Regions from separate parts of the Pan troglodytes genome. Here region 2 is linked to region 1. The links are chromatin contacts, called in public Hi-C maps. All regions are on one chromosome and are shown on one strand. Each heading gives the region's core, a stretch centred on a gene start, on an enhancer-like site or on the middle of the called end of the contact. The rest is flanking DNA. Distances are from core to core; before and after follow the strand shown.

Evidence for each region. Hi-C and Micro-C count contacts between places; a contact is called where the count stands out from the background.
Region 2: a Hi-C map of induced pluripotent stem cells shows a contact between it and region 1, with 1.9 times the contacts expected there. The contact joins two enhancer-like sites. A contact is called at or near these places in 2 of 7 Hi-C or Micro-C datasets (induced pluripotent stem cells and stem cell-derived neural progenitor cells).

What each region holds. Positions count from the first base shown.
Region 1 is chr20:59,027,285-59,033,215 of NHGRI_mPanTro3-v2.0_pri, reverse strand. It overlaps ZNF787 (zinc finger protein 787), which reads left to right. Exons shown (of 3, transcript XM_009436474.5): 3 at 1-1,587. The coding sequence ends at 927. Among named protein-coding and RNA genes, the nearest start is that of ZNF787, 37 kb to the left of the region's middle. Within about 2 kb of position 2,110, at least 3 of the 24 cell types and tissues checked have an H3K27ac peak or open chromatin away from gene starts, as enhancers often do. A contact at or near this core is called in induced pluripotent stem cells, where this site is marked.
Region 2 is chr20:59,098,640-59,104,570 of NHGRI_mPanTro3-v2.0_pri, reverse strand. The region is part of intron 3 of ZNF444 (zinc finger protein 444); the gene reads right to left. Among named protein-coding and RNA genes, the nearest start is that of ZNF444, 14 kb to the right of the region's middle. Within about 2 kb of position 2,985, at least 2 of the 24 cell types and tissues checked have an H3K27ac peak or open chromatin away from gene starts, as enhancers often do. A contact at or near this core is called in induced pluripotent stem cells, where this site is marked.

The sequences.
Region 1 (5,931 bases), core at 861-3,360:
AGCTTTAGCCACTGGTCCAAGCTGACGCGGCACCAGCGCACGCACACCGGCGAGCGGCCCAACGCCTGCGCCGACTGCGGCAAGACCTTCTCGCAGAGCTCGCACCTGGTGCAGCACCGGCGCATCCACACGGGCGAGAAGCCCTACGCCTGCTTGGAATGCGGCAAGCGCTTCAGCTGGAGCTCCAACCTCATGCAGCACCAGCGCATCCACACGGGCGAGAAGCCCTACACCTGCCCCGACTGCGGCCGCAGCTTCACTCAGAGCAAGAGCCTGGCCAAGCACCGGCGCTCGCACAGCGGCCTCAAGCCCTTCGTGTGCCCGCGCTGCGGCCGCGGCTTCAGCCAGCCCAAGAGCCTCGCGCGTCACCTGCGGCTGCACCCGGAGCTGTCAGGGCCCGGCGTGGCGGCCAAGGTGCTGGCGGCCAGCGTCCGGCGGGCCAAGGGGCCCGAAGAGGCGGTGGCGGCTGACGGCGAGATCGCCATCCCCGTGGGCGATGGCGAGGGCATCATCGTGGTGGGCGCGCCGGGCGAGGGGGCCGCGGCCGCGGCAGCCATGGCGGGCGCGGGGGCAAAGGCCGCGGGGCCCCGGTCGCGGCGCGCCCCGGCCCCCAAGCCGTACGTGTGTCTGGAGTGCGGGAAGGGCTTCGGGCACGGGGCCGGGCTCCTGGCGCACCAGCGGGCCCAGCACGGGGACGGGCTCGGGGCGGCGGGGGGCGAGGAGCCGGCCCACATCTGCGTGGAGTGCGGGGAGGGCTTCGTGCAGGGCGCCGCGCTCCGGAGACACAAGAAGATCCACGCGGTGGGCGCGCCCTCGGTCTGCAGCAGCTGCGGACAGAGCTACTACCGGGCGGGCGGGGAGGAGGAGGAGGACGACGAGGCCGCGGGCGGGCGGTGCCCCGAGTGCCGCGCTGGGGAGGGCCGGTAGGGGAGGGGCCCGGGGGGGGGGGCGTGGGCAGGGCCCCTCGGGCTTGGCGGGAACAACGACGTGCAAGACCAAGAGACCCAGGGAGAAGCGGACGGGGTGCGATGGACCCCGCGGCATCCCCAGCTCCCTGCCTTCCTCTGTCCCCGCGCCATCAATGTGGGGCACTGGGGGGTATTAGGGCCAGTTCACTTCTCCGCCTCGAGACTCTGCCCCCCTGAGCCTGGCCCGCCCTTCCTAGGTTATCGGCCTGCGAGCCGGAGAGACAATGGAGAGAACTGTAGAGGCCGAGTGGCGACCAGGCCTCAAGTAGAAGGCCATTTTCCCTACTCTTCCTCAGTTGTCCGGGGTGGGGGTGGGGGTGCTGCGAGGAATGGAGAAACCAGGCCCTTTGTGTTTAGAGGATCCCAGAGAGGGAAGAGAACTAGGGGCCCTTTTCTCTTTTAGAATTTTCTTTTAATCAGCCCGCCTTTTGACTTCCCGCCCGCCCCAATCCATTATTTTTTTCTGCCTTCCGGGTCCCATCCTTAGAGCTCGAGTCGTTCCTTCCCCTACCTGGATTCAATAGAGGCAGCGCCGCAGGAGGCGGGTGCCCGTTTGTCCCAGGCCTGGGCGTGGTGGAGGAAGGGGTGCTAGAATAATAAATGGCACTATCCAAACGTCCCCCTCTGCGTGGTTCTTGAGTCCGGGAGGAAGAAGGGCAAGAGGGGTAAACGGAGGCTCCCGCCGGGGCAGCAGCAGAGTGTCAGCCGCGCCCCGGGAGTGGCCCGTTGGGTCGCCCGCGGAGGGCTCTGGGCGGGGGGGGGGGGGCCTGTCCGCGGATAGCCTCACTGTGGTGCGGGCGCTCACAGGGCCTGGGAGCCGCTTGTAGATGATGGGGCAGGGCAGACTGGTCGGGGCCAGGCCTGCCCGCTGCAGGGGAAGGAGCCCCCACGGCTTCTGCCACCCTCTCACAGGGGCGGCTGGCTTCCTCCACTCCTATCGTGTGGCTCCCGCCCCTAACCCCAAAAGCACCCTCCTCCTGCCTCCAGCTGCTGGGGAGACTCTACAAAGGGCGCACATCTCCCTACCTGTGCCGTTCACGGGGCTGGTCCCGTGGTTGCGTCTCCCTGCGAAGGAGGCTGGGAGATGAGGTCCCGGCGGCTGCCGCTTCGGGGACAGGACCGCCCGCCCCCTACGGGAGGAGGATGGTGCGCTCAGCTGTCTCTGCTGCAGGGGCCAGGCAGACGAGCCAGCCAGGGGCTGGGGGAGAGGGCGGGTATGCCACAGTCAAGCCGAGCGCTTAGGGCATTTCAGGCAGTGCGCGTGCCTGAGGGGCTTGGTCCCGTAGAGCCGCTGCAGCCTCCCTGCCAGGTGAGCGCTGTTGTTCATGATCAGAAGGGGGCTCGACCATGGCGACTGGTTTCCTGGACCCACAGCCCAGGTCCTGAGGACCCATGTTCCTGGGGCCTTGGGAGGCCGCAGTGAGGGTCCCAAAGGGGTATTTTCAACCTGGCTGAAGGCTGCGATTACTCAGGAGCGATTGGAGGCGGCAAGCTGCAGGCGTCTTTGACTTGGGGGTTTCATAGTAGAGGGGTACTTGAAGGAGAAATTCGGATTTCCAGTTAGAGCCTTTAATCTGTCCTTTCACACCCTGATGTGCTTGAGCAGGGTCCTGGGGCCTCATCTGGAGGCAGGGGGTTTAGAAACCAGGGCCACTGATGGTCTACAGATCCTGGAGGATTTGTTAGAGGACTAAGGAGTGATTGTGGATCAAAAAAGCGTGTTCTCAAGTGGCCATAGCCTTGCTTAGATAATTGGTATTGCATGTCAGTTTTTGAAATTTCAGGTCACTCGAAAGGAGGGGGTGAACCTTGGCGGTTCAGAGTGGGCTGGGTTAGCAAAGACTGAGGAAGCATTGCTCAGTTCTCCTAGGGTCCTTCTGTGGAGCTCTGGCCTTGGGCACTTCTGGAGGCCTGGGAGGATGGGAGGTGCCCTGTCTGTCTGGTAGAATTGGCAGCTCGGTGCCCCGTAAGTCGGGCACACTGAGTCTCGGGTCAGCCTCCTCTACCTGCTCCAGTATATGGTGGCAGGAGCTGACACCTACAGCAAGAAAGATTCAAGGCAAGTTTCCACCCTGCCCCTTAAGGCTGTGTGACCCTGGGCAAGTGGACTAACCTCTCTGACCCTTGGCTTCCTGCCCTGTGGAAAGAAGAGCTTGCCTGCCTGCCTTGTGTGACTGTGTGTGTGGAGGGGGGAATCCCCAAGCCATGTGTTAACTCACTGGAGCTGCCCTCCCAGGCATGAGCAAAGATGCAGGGGCGAGGAACCAGGCTCAAATCCCGGCTCTGCACTACTCATCCCACTTTGTAATACAGAACTCAGCGAGCTCACATGACCACCTTGACATCAGCCTGCACCGGACCCAGCACCTGACCTGTGCTTTGGTGTCTGTCACACGCCGTCCGTTACTGATTCATGCACTCAGGTAGTCAATGCCCACCCCTCACTCACTCATTCTACAAATGTGTTTTGGGCAGCAGCTCCGTGCCCAGTGGGCACGGCATGGGTCTCAGGTAAAGAAAGGAACATGGGTTCTTGTGGCACTTGCCGTCGGCCCTGTAGTGCACCTGCATTGGAGCTGCTTACCCACGGCAAGGTGAGGCTAGGCGGCTGCTCCATGCTCACGAACCCACCCTGGCAGTGACCGCAGAAGTTCCTTCGGCCCCCATTCCTCTCATGCTCACTTTGATGGAGGGCATGCCCAGACTCGTTCACGCCCCTTACGGAGTCCAGTCCTCACAAAGGCCCTGTGTGGTCGGCATCATTCCTCGGCTGCTGCTGCTGAAGCTGGTACGAGGAGAGGAAGCAGCCTGCCCAGGCTACTGGTTTGTAAAGTGGTAGAACCTTAATATGGATCTAAAGTCCTGACACCCATGCCCCCCACCCCCAGCCCCCTGCTGAGTTGATGATCCACTTAATCTTAGATGTTTATCGGGCACTTCTTTCCTGTGAGGGACTCTGCTAAGCATGGGGGCACAGCAGTGACCTCAACAGGCACAAATCTCTGCTGTCATGGGGGCTGCGAGGGGACACACAGCTAAGGGCTAAAGGGACAAAAAGAGGCTCTCAGAAGGCAGGAGGTAGAGGAGTCCTGGGCAGGGGGCAGGTGTGACAGGCAATCCCAGGGGAAGTGAGGGCCAGACAGGTGAGTGGAAAGGGACCCTCCACCCAGCTTACTCCCCAGCCTGAAGGCAGTGTTGATCTGGAAATGATTTTATTCCATATAGCCCCGTTTCCCTAAGGGTAGCCTGGAGAGTGTAGGTTCCAGGGAATATTGTTAAGATGTTTGGAGAAAACAGGATCTTGTATTCAAATAACCTGGGAAAATGCTGGATTCAAGTTTTCTTTTTTTTTTTTTTTTTTGAGATGGAGTTTCGCTCTGTCACCCAGGCTGGAGTGCAGTGGTGCAATCTGGACTCACTGCAACCTCTGCCTCCTGGGTTCAAGCAATTCTGTCTCAGCCTCCCACGTAGCTGGGAATACAGGCACCCACCACCACACCCTGCTCACTTTTGTATTTTTAGTAGAGATGGGGTTTCACCATATTGGTCAGGCTCATCTTGAACTCCTGACCTCAAGTAGTCCACCCACCTCAGCCTCCCAAAGTGCAGGGATTACAGGCATGAGCCACTGTGCCCTGCCGGATTGAAATTTTCTCATACACAGAACAGTACTTGGCAGATGGAAGGTGCTGAGCCAAGATTTAGTTGACTGGATGAATTATAAAACTAGCCCCCCACACCCACCCGGTTCAGAACTTTTCACTATGATTCTGTATACCCGGGTGGGGCTGGGGGCCAGGGCAGGGGTAGGTGATAACATGCAGCATTTTCTGAACTTGTTCTGTCAGAAAACCTTCCATTTATAGAGCATCTTGGGCTGGTGTACTCCGGGCCATCCTTAGAGAAGTGCATGCATGTGAATTGTGTGTGTCTCTGCATGTATGAATGCATGTCTGTGTGGATGGTGCATCTGTATCTTTGTGCATATGTATGTCTGTGCGCATGTGGGTATGTGTGTGTCTGTGGTGTACATCCACCCATCCTTCCCCTCATATCTACCACTCAAAGAGGCTGTGGGTGGGGACGGAGTTGCCTCTGGCACCATTGATTTTGCCTCCTCTCCTGCCTTGATGGACAAGTCTATCCAGAAATTCCCTATCTTCTGGCGCCGGTCTTTCAGCACCATGGACAGAGATTTTCCCCCACCACCCCCCCCCCACCCCCCACCCCTACCCCCACAGCTGAGTCTGGGATGATGGAGCTCAATTTAATCCATACGCGTTCCCTTTTAACGCCTCCCGATCAGTTCGAAGAGGGTATTGTTCCCATTTTACAGATAAGGGAACAGAGGCTTTGGGGAGGTTAAACAGTCCTCCAGGCTCTCACAGCTGATAAGTAGCAGAGCTTAATAGATCAGTCTATCTGTACCTTATGGGATGCTTGTGAAGTGGGGTGGCCACTAGCCATGACAGCAAGTAGACTGTGGACGGACAGCCTCATTCAGGCTGGTGGGGACTCTGGCAGGGGGATTTGGATCAGCAACTGATGTTTGGTCACAAATAAGATTTTTTTAAAAAAAGTAATGGATACTTTGAGGAAGAGATTACTTACCAAATCTCAACTCCCAAATTCCTCATTCTTCTTCCTGCATTATCCCTTGAGATACTCAGTGAATCTACAAGTGGGTTTAAAACGTAAATTTATCAGGCTGGGTGCGGTGACTCATGCCTGTAATCCCAGCACTTTGGGAGGCTGAGGCAGGCAGATCCCTAAGGTTGGGAGTTCGAGACCAGCCTGACCAACATGGAGAAACCCTGTCTCTAATAAAAATACAAAAAATTAGCTGGGCATGGTGGTACATGGCTGTAATCCCATCCACTCAGGGGGCTGAGGCAGGAGAATTGCTTGAACTTGGGAGGCAGAGGTTGCGGTGAGCTGAGATCGTACCATTGCACTCCAGCCT
Region 2 (5,931 bases), core at 1,736-4,235, 70 kb before region 1:
AAGCCACCAACCTTCAGATGACAGCCCGGCCAACACTGCACTGTGACCTCACAGGAGACCCTGGGCCAGGTCCGCGTGCCCAAGCCACTCGCAGACTCCAGACCCACAGAGGCTTTCTGAGCTGACAGATGTTACTGTTTACACCCCTGAGTTTGGGGTGACTTGTCAGGAAGCAAGAAATAACTAATACACCTGTCTCAGATCAGCTTCGTCCTGCCATTTGGATAAAGTGCAAGCTCCTTAACAAAATGCAGAATATATAAGCTACTTTTAACTTGGGAAAAAAGTAAACTAAGTTCAGAAACAACTTTTCTTGGTGTGAAACGGCAGAACAGCTGCCAAGCAGGATGGCACCAACCAGGAAGACCAAAAATTTAAAAAGTTTCAGTCCAACTCTGGTTGTGGTTTCTTCGCCCTACTACATAATTCCTCAAAACCACGTCCCCAAGGGAAAGGGATGAGAATTCTTCTGGTGCCTATGACAGCTAAGTCACGTACCACGCCTTTTCCCCGTTTCAAATATTTTCGGCCAGAGGAGTACCTGGATCATAAAGCAATCATTGGTGTGAAAATTAGCAATGCCTAGGCCAGGCGAGGTGGCTCACGCCTGTAATCCCAGCACTTTGGGAGGCTGAGGCGGGCAGATCACAAGGTGAGGAGTTTGAGACCAGCTTGGCCAACATGGTGAAATCCTAACTCTACTAAAGATACAACAAATTAGCTGGGCGTGGTGCCACGTACCTGTAATCAAAGCTACTCGGGACGCTGAGGCAGGAGAATCACTTGAACCCGGGAGGCGGAGGTTGCAGTGAGCCGAGATCACACCACTGTACTCCAGCCTGGGCAACAGAGTGAGACTCTGTCTCCAAAAAAAAAAGCAAAGTGGCAGGGGCAAACCACCTGCCCTCACTCTGACAGACAAGAAAACGTTTCCTAAATAAGGGGGTCAAAATACAAGAGCGTGGGCCTGGTGGCTCATGACTATAATCCCAGTGACTCAGGCGGCTGAGGCATGGGGATGGGGGCTTGGCACAACGCTGACTAGATCCTAGGTGCCTCGCAACCTGGCTGTGGGACCGTGATGGGCTCTGGGGCCCATCGGAGAGAGTCAGAAGAGCACAGTCTCACTCGGGCCCAGAGCACCACCCTGGACCACCCTCCAGCTCCTTGGCCCTTGGCGGGGCTCCCATGACCCTTGTGTGGTGTTAGCCACAGGCAGAGGCTGGGCAGGGGTGCTGTCCTGGCCTCAGCTCAAGGGCACCGGGGTTGACACACCTGAGAGTGGAGCCTGGGAAGCCGTGCCAGCAGACGGTTCTCCCAGAGATCTTGGGCACAGAAAAGCCTGAGATCCACCCACTCCTCGGGGAACTTCCTGGTTTGAGGCCCCAGAGACAGGGGACGCTGGCCAGGCATTGTCCACAGGAAGAGACATCCAGGGCACACCCATGCGGGGACAGGTGCGCCTTGCGGGGCCAGGCACACAGAAGTGGGGAGCATGGAGCAGCCCCGGGGTCCTAACCCTCCCTGTGATTTTATGATATGTATACATTGGGCTCTGTCCATGGCTCCTGGCTCATGACCCCCACAGCCCTTGTTACAGTCTTGTTCTAACGATGGGAAGCTTTAGGCCTCAGAAAAAGAGTCTCTCCCTGACCTTCTGCCCTACTTTCACCTGCTCTTCTTTCTCCACAAGGCAGGCCTTAAAAACTAAAAATATCCTTAAATCTTCCCCCACCTCTGGCCATAAAAAATTTTTCTGACCTAATTTGTCTGATTGTGGGCCATAACACCCCCCTTCAGAAGGGGTCCTGCCCCTACCCTGAGGAAAGAAAGCCAAAGGAGGCCAAGAAGGGTCTGAACACACAGGCCTTGCGAGGTTTCCCCGCTCGGTCTACTCGGATTCGATCACACCCGTTTTATCTAATCGCATTTCTACATGGCTGTCCATGCTTCAGTTATGCCTCTCAACCAAGTCTCCATAAAAGGCCCAAAGGACAGGGTTCAGGGAGCTTCCAGAGAGCTGAACTCGTGGAGGTGGACAGCAAGGTAAACTAGACCTCACCCACATGCCAGGAGGATGGTGCATCCCCAGTCCACAGGGACAGAGGCCCCGGCGCTCGGAACCCTTCCAGACCTCACCATACGTGGCTCTCCATCTGGCTGTTCACTGGTATCCTTTAAAATCTCCTTTACAATAAATCAGTAAACATGTTTCCCTGGTTCTGTGAGCACACTAGCAAATTAACGGAACCAGAGGAGGGGCTGTGGGAGCCCGATGTACAGCCCGTCAGTTGGAAGCACAGATGAAATAACCTGGGGCTTGTGACTGGCATCAGAAATGGGGGGCCAGTCTTGGGATGTGAGCCCTCAACCTGTGGGATCTGGCACTGTCTCCAGGGAGACCGTGTTGGAAATGCAATAGAGGACGCCCAGCTTGTGTCTGCTGCAGAGCTGATTGCTTGTTCGGTATGTGAGGGGACACCCCCTCCAACATTTGGTCACAGATGTCTTCTGTGGTCACTGATGCTGAGAATAGAAAAAGATACTTTGAGTACGTTTTTTCCACAGATCCCCCCGTCCCTGAACCAGCTGTGTCACCTCGGGCAAGCTGCTTCCCTTCCCTGAGATGACACAAGTACCCAGGACGGACCCTGCAGGCTGCGTGGAGACTGGACGAGACGCTGCTGCTGTGCAGTGAGGCTCAGCCCTGTCCAGAGAGGTCTGGCCTCTGCCCTTGGCTCCAGGGAGGGTCACCTCTATGCCCCTAGAACACACTGCCTGATGGCAGGGTCTGCTCACCTGGAGCCCTGGGCCACCCGGGTGGGCTGAGCCCACAGCGTGACTCAGGGTTGGGGGTCTGGGCCACGTGCATCAGCTCGGCCTCTGCCGGGGATGGAGGTGAAGGTCAGCATATCTACACACAACCCCAACAGAGACCGAGTGCCGAGCTCGGGGGAGCGTTCCTGGCCAGCAGCACCCCCTGCAGGTTGTCACACGTTGTTGCCGGGAGGAGTTAGCGCCGTCCACACTCCACGGCAGGAGGACAGTTGGGAGCTCCGAGCACAGAGCCTTCCTCCACCCGTTCCACACATCTCTTCCCTTGGCTGATTGTCATCTGTGTTCTTTCTTTGTAATAAGCTGTGACCCTGTGTGTGACTGACTGAGCCAATTTGGCACAGCCAGGAACACACTGCCTGATGGAGCCCTCCTTACACCCATCCCTGGAGGGCTCAGGAATCGAGATTCCAAAATTGCAGCTGAGGGAGCCAAGGCTCTGAGAGTCCCAGACATGCATCCAAGGTCACCCAGCTTGGAAAAGGTGGAGGCAGGACTCATATCCAGCTTTGAAGTCTGTGTACTTTAACTGAGAGAGACTGGTCGGCTTTGAAGTCTGTGTACTAACTGAGAGACTTCCTAAGGATGGAGCATCCTCGTGTATCTGGGCTAAGCTCCACCTGCCCCAGTGCATAGGCCTGTCCACCCACTGTGGGATCAAGCTGCTGACGTTCTGTTGAGGATCCCCTAAGGATGAAGCATCCTCTTGTATCTGGGCTAAGCTCCACCTGCCCCAGCACATCAGTCTGTCCACCCACTGCGGAATCAAGCTGCCGATGTTCTGTTGAGGGTCCCATGAGACTGGCTGCAACCTTCTTTTCCTGTGCTGTCCTTGTCCTGTTAGGTGGTTGGGGGTGGGGGTGGGGGTGGCAGCCTTGCCAGTGAGCTGAGGAACACCTTCCCTGTGTTCTGGAAGTTTGTGTAAAAGAGACCAGCCTGGCCAACATGGTGAAACCCCGCCTCTCCTAAAAATACAAAAAAATTAGCCAGGCATGGTGACATGCACCTGTAATCCCAGCTACTTGGGATGCTGAGGCAGGAGAATTGCTTGAGCATGGGAGGCGGAGGTTGCAGTGAGCTGAGACCATGCCACTGCACTCCAGCCTGGGTGACAGAGTGAGACTCCGCCTCAAAAAAAAGAACAGATGAGAATGATCAGTTCCTTGGAGGCCTGGTAGAACTTACACATAAAGTGCTGGAACCCAGTGCCTTCTATACGCGAAGGTCTTTCATCACCTTTTGATCTCCCCCCTCTGGTTTCCAGACTCTCACATCTGCCACTACATCATGAGCATATGTTGGTGATTTATATTTTCCTAGAAAACTGTCCATTTCATCTAGGACTTCGAATGCATTGTGTACGTTGAACACGGTGTTCTCAACGGTTGTCAAATCCGCTCCATCCCCGGCTTTGCTTGCTTCCACCATCAGTGTTTGTGCTGTTTCTTGTTTTCCTCCTGGTCAACTTGCTGAAGGTTTGCACTATTCTACCATTCTTTTCAAATACTGAGTTTGGGCCTTGATTATCAACCTGTCCTCTGCTAATCTGCTGAGTTTGGCTTCTACATTGAACAGCTACCCTGTGCTATTTTCTTTTCCCGTGCTCCCAGCTGCCTCTGGAGCCCCAGGGCCTCCCCTTCAATTCCGACCTGAGACGCAGGCGGACTGGGGCATTTCCTGTCAAGCTAACCAGGTACTGGCTGGAGCTGCCTCTCCCCGCCTCCCAGGCCTACCCCACTGGTTTTTCTCTGCCCTGCCCCCATCCGTCTTAAACTATCCCCTTTCCCTATTGTGTGCCTGAGGCCAGATGCTGAGTGACTACAGCCAGGTCATTCGATCTTTCTGGACAGATCAGATTCTCTCTCCACAGAAGTGAGGAAGCTGACCATACCCTGGTCTTCCTGTCAAATCCTGTATATCAAAGCAGGACAAGAGGAGGCTGGGAACGGTTAGCCATTCCCTCCACAGCAGGAGAAGAGGAGGCTGGGAAGGGTTAGCCATTCCCTCAACGAGTATTTTTGTAGCACCTACTATGTGCCCAGCACCATCCTGAGCTCCAGGGACACATCACTGAACAAAAGACAAGGCCCCAACCCACAGGAGACTATATGAGACTATATTCCAGCTGGGGCTAGACATACCATAAAAAAGTCATAAACAAACTCGACAAGGCCAACGTAGCCAAGAAGGCTATATATTTCTCTAAGTCCCCTAGACTCTGAGGAGATGGGAACAGTCCTTAGAACCATGGAGGCTGTGATTCCCAAATGTCCCCTGTTCTCCCCCAAATGGAAGAGCCTGCCCCCTCCTGGATGACGGGCTCTCTCTTATTGGTGGTCCTCAACTCCAGTGGCTCACACAGGTCATGAGGCACTTTAAAAAAAAATGTGAAAGTCTACTAGCTGGCAGAGGATGCATCCAGACTAACATGAAGGAATCTCCAGGGCAAGAAAACAACCCAGTCTGAAAATGGACAGAAGACTGCTGCAGACCAAATGTCTGTGTGCCTCTCAAATTCTATGTTGAAATCCTAACCCTGAAGGTAATGAGATTGCGTGGGGCCTTTGGGAGGTGATTAGGTCATGAAGGGGGAGCCCTCATGAATGGCATTAGTGCCCTTCTACAAGAGACCCCAGAGAGACCCCTTCACCCCTTCTGCCCTGTGAGGACACAGCAGGAAGCCACCATCTGTGAACCAGCAGGAGGCCCTCACCAAACACTGAGTTGGCCTTGATCTCAAACTCCCCAGCCTGCAGAACTGTGAGAAATACATTCCCGTTGTTTTCAGCCAGCAGCCTATGGTACCTTGTTACAGCAGCCCAAACAGACTAAGATGTCACGCAACCCAGCAACTGCACTCCTGGGCGCTTACCCTAGATAAATGTAAATGTGTATTCACACAGAAACCTATTCAGAGACGTAAACCAGCTCTATTAAAAAAAAAAAAAAAACAAAACCCTGGAATCAACCCAAATGTCCTTCAACAGGAGAATGGAGACATTCAGTTAAAAAATTACTGAAGCTGAGGCCCGAATCACCTCATAACCGCAACTTCAAATCTAAGAGTAAAATCCCGGCAACGGTTTTTTTTTTTTT